Linked DNA regions of Gossypium hirsutum: all the other regions are linked to region 2. Evidence: chromatin contacts called from public Hi-C data. All regions are on one chromosome and are shown on one strand. Each heading gives the region's core, a stretch centred on a gene start, on an enhancer-like site or on the middle of the called end of the contact. The rest is flanking DNA. Distances are from core to core; before and after follow the strand shown. Region 1 holds the start of LOC107923440 (non-specific lipid transfer protein GPI-anchored 10). Region 2 holds the start of LOC107915768 (probable arabinosyltransferase ARAD1). Region 3 holds the start of LOC107933318 (cleavage stimulating factor 64).

Region 1 (3,401 bases), core at 546-3,045, 280 kb after region 2:
GTTCAAAAAGAATCTGCTAAAAGCTTACTAGTTTTTTTTATTATTCAAAATCCCCTTGAGAAAAAAAAAAGTAGGAGAATTTAGAGTAGACTACAAATCTATTTCCTGTATGCTAGCTTGCCATTTATGTATTTGATGAATGATGAGAATAATTCATTTCATTTTATTGGGTTTATATTGTGATGATACTGGGAATTTCTAACCTGTTGTACATGTGAAATATGTTTGTTCCTTGGTTTCTGCACTTTATCTAAAATTTGGTTCGAGACTAATTGATGATTCTTCAAGCTGACGTCTCTATGTTGTCAGTTAATTGCATGTGGGATTTCTGTGGCTACTTACAACGAAGGGGCCACAGATTTTAAAGAGACTCCAGCATACAAAGAGTCTATACAGTCTCGAGAGCTTTTAGAAGAACCCGATGTCTCAAATTTCAGATGTATTTGATTCAAACCCTACTGAAGTTGCACCCAGTTTGGAATAGTTGCTGTAATATTAACATAAAATGTCTTTATACTTGGGATCACTTGAATTTATTACGGGCTTTGCCTGGATTTGTAATCTACTGCATGTAATGTATAACTTTATAATTTGAGATAATATCATACGTTAAAGTTGACGGTTGCTTCCATCTGTTTTTTTAAAGCTTAATAGGCTTAATTTTTGGTTTAATTATGTTATTATTATATGAATTTATAGAGATTGCCACAATGGTTTGGTTGTGCTTGGATGAAACAAACATTAACCATTGCAAGCATATGTTTCATTCCCAAATAGATAAACTTTGTTCCAATAAATAACTTGCTCAAAACTATAAATACACCTAAGAAACAACACTTTGTTAACCAAAGTCAAAACTATGGAAGCGCGAGTCTTGAAAACAGAATAACAGCAGCAGCCACCATTGCTAAGAGGCCTTCTGCCTTCAATCTTCCAGCCTTGCTCCGGCCAAACCCCAACCCCATGATGCTTGGTCTTGGTGCCATTGGAACATTTGGGTTCCCCATGGGAGAAGAAGCTGGGGAAACAAGCAAAACTTTAACTTATAATATGATGATGATCCATTTAATAGAAAATTTATTCACCCATCTGGTCTTAAAAAGAAAAGGCAAGCCTTTTAAAATAATTTGATTACCAGCGACAGAAGAGTTATGATTTGTCCCTAGAGAAACTTGAGAACCAGATGAACCCGAAGGGTAAGGCAACCCTTAAAGAAAATATCAAGCCAATTAGTCAGATATCGGCGTGAATGCAAGATAATTAATTCGAAGATCTGAATGGTACCTGAGCAAGAAGAGCTGTTAGCTTGGAGCCTGCAAAGAACAGGTAACTGCAGTGCAAGAGTCCTGTTTATGGGAAAAGCACTTAAAGTGGTGTCTTTGAGGAGGAGACAAAGACAACCAGGCTGCAGTCCATAGAGCTGATTGAGATTGTCACAGCAGGACTGCGCTGGTCTCGGAGCATTGCCTTGCACAAATGGTGCACATGGCATGAAAGCCACCAGACGTGGGCTACAGTCGGATACGGTTGGTCCTGGGGTGATAGGGTCCTGAGAAAGGGAAGTGGGAAGACTGGCAACCAAGAGCAACAGCATGAGAATAGGTGTAAAGGCAAGAGCAGTCATGGTGTAAGCTGTAAAGTTTCTCGGTTTGTGCAGAAACTAGGGTTCACCAGGTACCTATATAAGATGTAAACACATGGTTTGAGTGTGAGTAGTTTACATGCATGGTGTGTGTTATTCTAACATGCACATGTTGTTGTCTCCCTCTCCCTGTGAGATAAATCTGTTCTGTTCAACTCAAATTATATGACACCACTATTTAGAAGTTCATGCTGTTTATATTAGGTCTTAAAAAAGAAATTTGCACGATTTGGAATTTTTTATTCATTTTCTCAAAGCAGATCTTCAATTCTCTACTATTATTAAACACTACTGAATAATAGATATTTTGAAAATTTTTGGAAAATATATCATTTCAAAATACTAGTATTTCTTATTATTTTGTTTGAATAATAAAAATTAGGTTAAAAATTATAAAAGAAAAATAATTATATAAAAAACAAATAATATACTAGATTTAATATGGATACCATTGGATTTGTAAACATATATAAATATTTTAAATAATACAAAATATATAGTAGAATTAAATAAAAATCATATTTTAAAGTTAATTTTTTTATTTTACTATGGGACCACATATTTAAATAAAAGGAAATTTGAAATATCATATTTTTAGGTAGAATTTGAATAAAGAATTTGAGTTACTCAAAATTTCTTTTTAGTTTTTTTTAATTTTTATTATTTTTATCTAAATTCTAAGGGTGGATTTGGATAAAAAATTTTAAAATGCCAAAGACTTTTAAAACTTTTAGTATTTTAAAATCCATCATTTTAAAATATTAGTTTTTTGTTTCTATTTTGTTTGAATAAATAATTTTTTTTAAAAAAATTAGGTTAATGAACTTTAATAAATTAAAAATAATAATTATATTAAAAAATAATATAAAAGATGTAATATGGATATCATTATATTTGTAAAAATATATAAATATTTTAAATAATATAAAATTTAAAAATATATATTGGAATTAAATAAAAATTATATTATAAAGTTAATGTTTTTTATTTTACTATGGGACCAAAAGGGATTTTGAAAAATAACCTCTTTAAGTTAAATTTGAATAAGAAAATTGAGGTATTCAAAATTCCTTTTGAATTTTTTTAAAATTAATTTTCTATTATTTTTTTTCCAAACAAGTAAATCTATCTTTTAAATTTTAAAAAGAAATAAAATTTCTCTTCCAAAATCTCTCATCCAGTCTAAATACACTCTAAAAATATTATTAAATCCCTACAAGTCAATTAGATTTTTATTTTCATGCAAAACATTTAAATAAAATAAATTAAACAATCCCTTAACAAAAACTACCTCTAAAAAAAGGCTCATTTAAAGCCTACAGCTTTATTCAAGATTTGGACATAGACATTTTTCCTTCTTTGATATTTAATTTAGTTTAAGGTTGTGAAAAGCTCTCAAATCTTTTTTAAAAAAGTAATTAAGTCCATACTCTTTTTACTCAATTGGACATTTTAACTTTCAAAATACATTAAAAGGCCCTCAAACTATTTCTAATAAAGCAATTAAGCTCTTACTTTTTTTTAGTACTCAATTGAGTACTTGAACTTTCAAAGTGCATCAAAAAGTCCCTCAAACTTTTTCAAAAAAAGCAATTAAGCTCCTGATTTTTTTCACTCAATTGGGTACTTGAACTGTTAAAATATGCATTAAAAAGATCATTTGTTCATTAACTTTAACAGTTGACTATTAAAGTTAACTACCCTTAACTTTTTTCAGTTAAAGCAACCCTGTGTCACAACCATGATGTGACATGTGGCA
Region 2 (3,879 bases), core at 1,369-3,868:
TCATTAAATGTTTTAGAGAGCCTAACTTAACGTATGAAATTATGACTGATCACACACATAAATATCTCATTTTCAATGTGTATTTCATCATTTCTAGCTAAATCTCGTTTTTTCCAATACATTATCCATATCAACACATGTTCATAACTCTTTTTTTTTCATTACTTAATATGATTATGTTTATTAGATATAACATAATAAACATTCATTACCCATGTTATGTATATCACAATAACCATAACATATCACATAGCTTACTTGACATATCACATAGCTTACATGATGTTGAGTATATTTAACACCCATATATATATATTAAATAATAACAAAACACAAATTAATACATACATAAGCAAGTAAATCTATTAAGTTCTTGTTAACCTACCTTCATACTTAACAAAATAAGGGAGTGACACTTCTATTAGCTTTTACTCCAATAGTTTCTCTCTCCTTAAAATCCTCTCTAACAACTTCTTTGTCTTTAATAATTATAAAAACATCACAAATTCTTATAATTAAAATCATAACCTCCACATTTAAAATCCATTATATGGCTTAACAACTTATTCATGGTACATAAATATGAAATAAGATGTTAAAATACAAAAATAGGAAGAACCCTTAGCAAAATCTCAACTTCTCACACTAATATAATTTCTTCCTCTTTTCTCATAAACCCTAGGTGAAGATGGTGGAAATGATGAAATGCAACGAGATTCACATATAGTTTTTATGGAGAAATGTTGTAAGAAAATGAAAGAAAATTGGTGGGTTTGAAGAGAAAGTGAGTAGAAATGATGGAAAAGAAATTGAAGAAAAATGAGGTGGAAGATGATTTTTTTTACCAACTTTAAAATATAAATATTGGTCAAAGGTCAAAATATCAATAACATGAGGTTTCAAGCTAAAATATGATTTTTTTAATACCGTAAAAATCATCTCATTACCACTCATACATTTAAAAACTAATATTTAATCACAATTGTGCCCCCAACGATTAAAATACTCTTAGGGACAAAATTATCATTTTACCTCTTAACTCGTATTTTTACTTGATTAGGCCTGAAACTCTAAGAATAGACTACATGATTTCTAACGACTTTCTAATAACCCAAAAATAATTAGATCCATTAAAAAAATAAAATTTTCTCATTGGGTCTATAGACAGGAGCGTGGCCAGGGGGCTGGTAGGGGCTTTGGCCCCCTTAAAATAGAAACTTTTTCATTTAGGCCCCTTTAAGATTTATAAAAATTTAAATTAGTAAAGATAATTTTGCACTTTGCCCCTTAAAACTGATAAAAAATTAATTTAATCCTTTAAATTTTATAAAGATATAGATATTAAAATGGTGAAATTACATTTTTAGTATTGTAAAAATATATAATTTAATTTCAGCTCCCCCTAAAAAAATATTTTAGCTTCACCCTTGTCTATGGTTAAAATTATCTAAACTATCTCATATGGAATATGGGAAAATTTTCAAGGTGCTACAAGTTCAATTTAGATAACATTGAATTTTAAATTTTTTTATATTTCTAAAATCAGTTTTATTTTTATTTTTTGAATTTTAAAGAGTTTTTATTTTTTCATAGTTTTTATTTTTTTAAAATTATAAATGTTTTATCTAAAATATAAAAAAATTTATTTACTTTTAAAGGGTAAAGACCAAATTGATAAAAAAACTGTAAATGTTGAAGACTAAAAAGATTATTTTTCTTTTGATATCGTTAACTTCAAAGAAAAAATAAATGAAGAAACCAAAATTTTTAAATAAAGAAATATAGAGACTCAAAGTCTCAAATTTAAAATATAAAAATTAAATTTTAAATTTCAAAAGTCACATAATTAAATAAAAAATGAAAGTAACTAAAAATACCCCATTTCGTCACTTTTACTGTAATTATATCCTTACTTTAAATCCAACGAATAAAGGTAACTAAAAATACTCACTTCGTAACGCTTTTAAATTATATAGTTACTTTAGATCTAAAAAATAACTATAAATATTTCCTTGGTGATGTTTTTAGTTCAAATTTTCGCAACTTTTTAAATATCACAAAATAAATAAACATTTTGTGACATTTTGATTAGTCAACGTTACGCTTATAAGGTAAGGAAATATAAACTTTTCGTGATATTTAAAATTGCACAGATAAAAGTACTGTTTTTTATATTGTACGAAAATTTAAAATTTGATTTATTGTGATCTTTTTGTGTCATTTTTAAAACGTCTTGAAAAATTATTTTTGATCTAATGCAAATTAAAAAAAATTAATTAGGTAACCATAATTTTTTAACTTGTATTTTATAAATCTTCCAAATATTTTAGTTTTGGTCTGTTTTTTATTTGTTGATTTTTTTTCTCAATATTACTACAAATTATTAAATTAAATAATAAAAATTAAATCCATAATTTACACATAATATATAATTAATAGTAAATTTTAACTTAATAAATTTAATTTTTATTTTTAAAAAATAGATAATTAATACTAAATCTAAAACTTATGTATAGTGTTGGATTAATAATAAAGATTGACCTAAAAAATGGTAACAAATTTACCCTTTATAGTAAAATGATAATAAAAGAAATAAAAAAGGACAGACAAAGAAAGTGTTGTGATTCCTCTTCTGTTTTTTCTCTCTTTCCATCTAAGTCGTTGACAGCTACAAATGTAGTTACCATACGACACTATTTTCTTAACTATGTAAAATTATGGCAGTTAACTTCAGCAACAAATCTTAAAATCTGCTAAGTAAAAGGTAGTAAATTGACTGTTTTAGTTAAACACCATTGCCTTCCCTTACACTCGGTTTCTTTACACAGTTTCCCAAAAGAACCATTCATTCATCCCTCTAAGGTACCTCTTTTTTCTTTTTCATTTTTCTTGCAATTTGCCGGCCACCCATTTCTGCAAATTATCTAACTTCCATGCCCCGATGATAAACTTCCGATTTTCTTCATGCAAGTTTACTTTCTTTTTTTTTTTGGTTTCTTTTAAATAGATTTTAGTATTTTTGTTTTCTGGGATCTTCTTTTGAAGTTTTAGCTGCTCATATTTGATAATTTTTTTTCTTCCCTTATTGGCGTGTTGCAGATTAATGGTATTTTTTATTGAGGAGGAGTCCAAAGAGTGAAGAAGCTTATGGGTTTTTCCTTTCTTTTTTTTTTCTTTTCTTTTCTGAAATCTGAAAGTTACGAGATTTTGTGCATTTAATAAGTACATAAAGAACATAATCTGTAAAAACCTTTAGGGGAAAGGAATATTTTTCCTCGGATTGGTGGCTCAGGATGTGTCAAGAAAGCTGATCTTTTTGGTACTTGAAATTTTCATGAAAAAAAAAGCTTCCATCAACTCACCGTTTAGGGTTTTAAACAAAGAAATCGGGTTTCGGGCTTAGCCCCCAATTTCGTGCTGACCAAGAGCAATAAGTGTATTATTGGTTGCCGTTTTGGTTTTTTTTTTAATTTATTAGATAGCTTGGTTTTTCTAGATGTTATCATCAATGTCTGAAAAAGGCATCTTTCCCTCAAGGTTTCTTTTCTGTATTATAACCATTTCCATGCTTCTTTTGATCCTTTCTTCTGTGTTCCTTCTGCAATTTGGCAATTCATCTCTTATACCTCACTCTGTTTTCAAATTAATTCTTGCCAATGGCACGGTTTATTTGAAATCAAATGTTAAAAATGAGCTGAAGTTACCCTTCTTCTCAACTGAGTCCTCAAAAGTTGATGCTCAAACACTGGTAAGAAGTGGGGATTCTAGTTGTCATAAGTCCGGTTACAGGAAGAAAATGTGCGCTTACCGGCACCCAACTATTGAGTCCTGTGACACCAATCAGGCTCTTTTAAGGGTATATATGTATGACTTGCCTTC
Region 3 (3,711 bases), core at 482-2,981, 480 kb before region 2:
AAGGTGGTTTATTACTTGACTGGACAATTCAAAAATAAAAGGAATTATTGCAGAATATGTTACTAGGGAGAACCCAAGGCTTCCAAAATTCAACTTCTGACTTACATGGAATATAGGCTGTGAAAGATGCTGGGGAGCACCAGGATGCTGGAAACCAACATTAGGACCCATTTGGGGGGTATACTGATGATGTAAAGTTGGCAGTGTAGGTGGTCTAGCCTGTTGCGGCATTGGTGGCTGGAGAGGCATATGAGGAATTCCAGTTGTCTGCAAAGACTGCTGCAACTGGCCAGAGGCCATTGGCATGTGTGTTTGTTGATGATGATGGGGCTGTGAAGATGAGTGAAGAGGAACTGGAGGTACATTTGGCAGTTGAGATGATTGTGGAAGGGACATCGGAGGATTCAGATGCCCCTTCATCTGCTGTGGTGTCTGAAGGGAATGTGACAGCGTGCGTTGGGACTGAATGCTGGCTGGAGGAACAGCAGCAGCTGAGATATGTGCCCCAGCTTGGTTTTGGTGCTGTTTCCTTAAAGGAGGTTGGGTCTGAGATGGAGCCACTTGGTCCTGCAACCCGGGTTGACTTGGCAATGATTTTGCTGGCTGGATGTTTGGCATTGGAGGAGGTTGTGCTGATTGCTGACACTGAGATTGCTGCGATGTAGGTGGCTGAATGGTAGGAATCTAAACACAAACAAAGTTTCAAAACACAGGCACAGTCCCCAACATAAAAATTTCAAGACAACTTCACATAAGTAAAAAAAACATACCACTTGAGGGGCTTAACCATTCCAACCATAATCTGAGCCTGGAGTAAAAAAAAAAAAAAAAAAAAAGAAAGAAAAAAAGACCTGTTCAGGCATGGAAGCTCCAAAAGATTTTCAACAGTACACCATCTAAAAACATGAATTTAAAAGCAAAAGGAGGGCTATTACAGCATTACAACTAATCCACCAAGAAAGATAAAGAACTACAGGCATCCCTTAAATACAAAAGCAACTTCAGAAACCTAATTGACCATACAAAGGTTCTTGAATACAACCGTATTCAGTGCCAAGTTGCTCGGGTTCTTAGTGACTAGCTACTCTAAACAACTATACCAAAATTTCATGCAATTCTCACAGTTATAGCAACGGACAATTCATTCGAACCAACATATAATCGCAACGTGTAATTATTATCGGTATCAGAATAAAAACTTTTCAAAGAATGGAGAATAAATCGGAAAGGGAAACGAAGAGAGCTTTAAAGAAAACTGAAAAAGAAAATAGAGAAGAAAAGAAAAACCTGGAATAGGGCTTTAGTCAAGAGAGGGTTTTGAATAAGGATCTCTTTCGCTTGTTGCTGGTTTTGTTCTATAAGCGTCTGCATATAGACAAAAAACGATCAACTAAAAACTAGTAATTAAATTACCAATTATATTTGATGGCGAAGGAACTGGCGTTTGGAACAAAGGAAAAAGAAATGAAATAGAAAATTGAAAGTGAGAGTGAGAGTGCCTTCATCTGGGACATGATCTCGTAAAGTTGATTCTTCGACATTCCAGCGAAGCTGGCTGGCAAGCCCTCGCCGCCGATCTGCTTTCCCGCCATTATCTATGTCGAGATTGAAGTGCAGTTTCAGGCTATTGTTGTGTTGGGGCTTTTATAGCAAAGCTGTTTTGAAAGGCCTGAGCCCGGCAACTGCATTTGGGCATTTTTATAAGAGCGCTATTAGGGATCCAACTCCATTCCTCGCACGTTTTCTTTTCATCCGTTAATATATATTTCGGTGGAGTTGTGCCGTAGGCTTGAAAATAAAATTACCCAATTAACCTCTTGTAAGTTAATATTAAACTAAATATTAAAATTGGGGGGGGGGGGAGAATAGTTAGATATTAAAATTTTGGGTAAACTATTAAAATAATTATTTTTATTTACCTCATGTTATATTTTAGTCATTTATTTTTAAAATGTTACATTTTAGTCACTTACGTTAACGTGTTGTAACATTTTAATCACTAAGTCATTAATTGTTGTTAACGGTGTAACTGTAAGCTGACTTGGCACGTTAAGTCATCATTTCAAACAAAAATTTTAGATTAAATTATACAATTAATCCCCATATTTTTTTGTTTTGAGCAATTTAATTTTTTTTCTTTTATGTTTTTTTAACTTTCCTTTTTTTCTTTATTTTTCATTTTCTTTTGCTCCTACCTATGTTTTCCTCCCTTCTCCATCTCTTTTAACGTATTTTTTTTATATTTTCTATTTGTTAAAACTTTTTTATGTTTATGAAAAAAAAGGCGAAAGCTAAAACGAAAATAAAACTTACATCGCATATTCTCACCCCACAATTACAAACCTTCATCATCCATCATCACTTTAACAAACCAATTTGGATCTCTCAATGGCCTAGTCCACAAGCTCACCTCACTCAAAGACCTCGCTAGTCGTGACTTATAGCAGTCCACCCTCAACAAAGTTTCTCGAGCTCATTCCCTTAACCTCCTGACCAACCCCCACAACCACCATATCTATCTTACCTACAACATTCTTGTCCTCTTGAAACTACATTGCTTCACGGATTCTTCAAACGAGCTCTACACTCTCAATAACTAAAACGACCACGGTATGAATCTTACCCTCAAATTTACCCAAACCAATTTGGTTTCATGCTCACTTTCTCTCTTCGCTTCATCCATGCTCGGCTTCCTATCAAATTTGCTTAGGAATATCCAAGAAGTTTTAGATCAATTTTATTATTTGCTTAATTTTATTCATCAAAAAAGAAAAGGAAATGGATAATCTACATGATTCTGTAAAATTTTAGAAACAGAAAAAATTTGTTTTGAATATAAAGAATTAAATTTAAGTTTAGATTTGATTAAGGATATGGTTATTTATATTGATTAGTTAGATCCAATTTTAGTTTCAAAATTAGGTTATTCTAATCGAGATTTGATTAAGAATGATTGATATTCGGTTTTGAGTGAAATGCAATTTAGGAATCATGTGAAAGAAACAAAAACTTGGTTTATTTGGTGGGTAAAGATTATGTTTCTGCATTGAAGAATATGAGAAGAGAGAAAAATAAATGGGAAGAATAAAAGAAAAAAGAAAAAAGAATTAAATTATTCAAAAAATAAAATATAGAGACTAGTTTAACAAATGAAAAATATAGAAAAACTACGTTAAAATAAATGGAAAAGGGAGGAAAACAGAGAGAGGAAGAGAAGAGAATGGAAAAAAGATAAGAAAAGGAAAGTTCAATGAATATAAAAGAAAAATATTAAATTGCTCAAAATAAAAAATATATATATAGAGAGACCAATTGTATAATTTAACCTAAAATTTTCGTCTGAAATGGTGCTTTAACATGTCATGTTAGTTTATCGTTATACCGTTAATGAAAATTAACGCTTAGTGACTAAAATGTTACAACATGATAACGTAAGTGGATAAAACGTAACATTTCAAATATAAGTGACTAAGATGTAACATGAGGCAAATAAAAGTGACTATTTTAGTAGTTTACCCTAAAAATTTTAATAGATATCTAGAGCTTACCAAAATTTTTTAGCGGTATGGTCAGATATTTTTGTATATTAAAATTTGTAATAAATATAAAAGTTTATAACAAAGTACTAATATTTTTGATGAAAATTTTTAGATATTTTGGTGCAATAAAAATTTTCTTTTTTCGCCCATATATGGGGACTGATAGTATACC

What was found. A called contact is a pair of places that touch in the nucleus more often than the background predicts.
Region 1: a contact with region 2 is called in a Hi-C map of leaf, with 3 times the contacts expected there. The contact joins the promoter of LOC107923440 here to the promoter of LOC107915768 in region 2. A contact is called at or near these places in 4 of 34 Hi-C or Micro-C datasets (callus, leaf and seedling).
Region 3: a Hi-C map of leaf shows a contact between it and region 2, with 2.8 times the contacts expected there. The contact joins the promoter of LOC107933318 here to the promoter of LOC107915768 in region 2. A contact is called at or near these places in 3 of 34 Hi-C or Micro-C datasets (all in leaf).

Annotation. Positions count from the first base shown.
Region 1 is chrA08:57,108,879-57,112,279 of Gossypium_hirsutum_v2.1, reverse strand. It overlaps LOC107923440 (non-specific lipid transfer protein GPI-anchored 10), which reads right to left and starts at 1,795. Exons shown (of 3, transcript XM_016853666.2): 1 at 1,285-1,795; 2 at 1,136-1,207; 3 at 742-1,018. The coding sequence starts at 1,624. The coding sequence ends at 858. It also overlaps the pseudogene LOC107923353.
Region 2 is chrA08:57,385,073-57,388,951 of Gossypium_hirsutum_v2.1, reverse strand. It overlaps LOC107915768 (probable arabinosyltransferase ARAD1), which reads left to right and starts at 2,618. Exons shown (of 2, transcript XM_041074698.1): 1 at 2,618-3,879. The coding sequence starts at 3,497.
Region 3 is chrA08:57,866,857-57,870,567 of Gossypium_hirsutum_v2.1, reverse strand. It overlaps LOC107933318 (cleavage stimulating factor 64), which reads right to left and starts at 1,731. Exons shown (of 7, transcript XM_041074700.1): 1 at 1,500-1,731; 2 at 1,288-1,365; 3 at 767-808; 4 at 106-684; 5 at 1-19. The coding sequence starts at 1,592.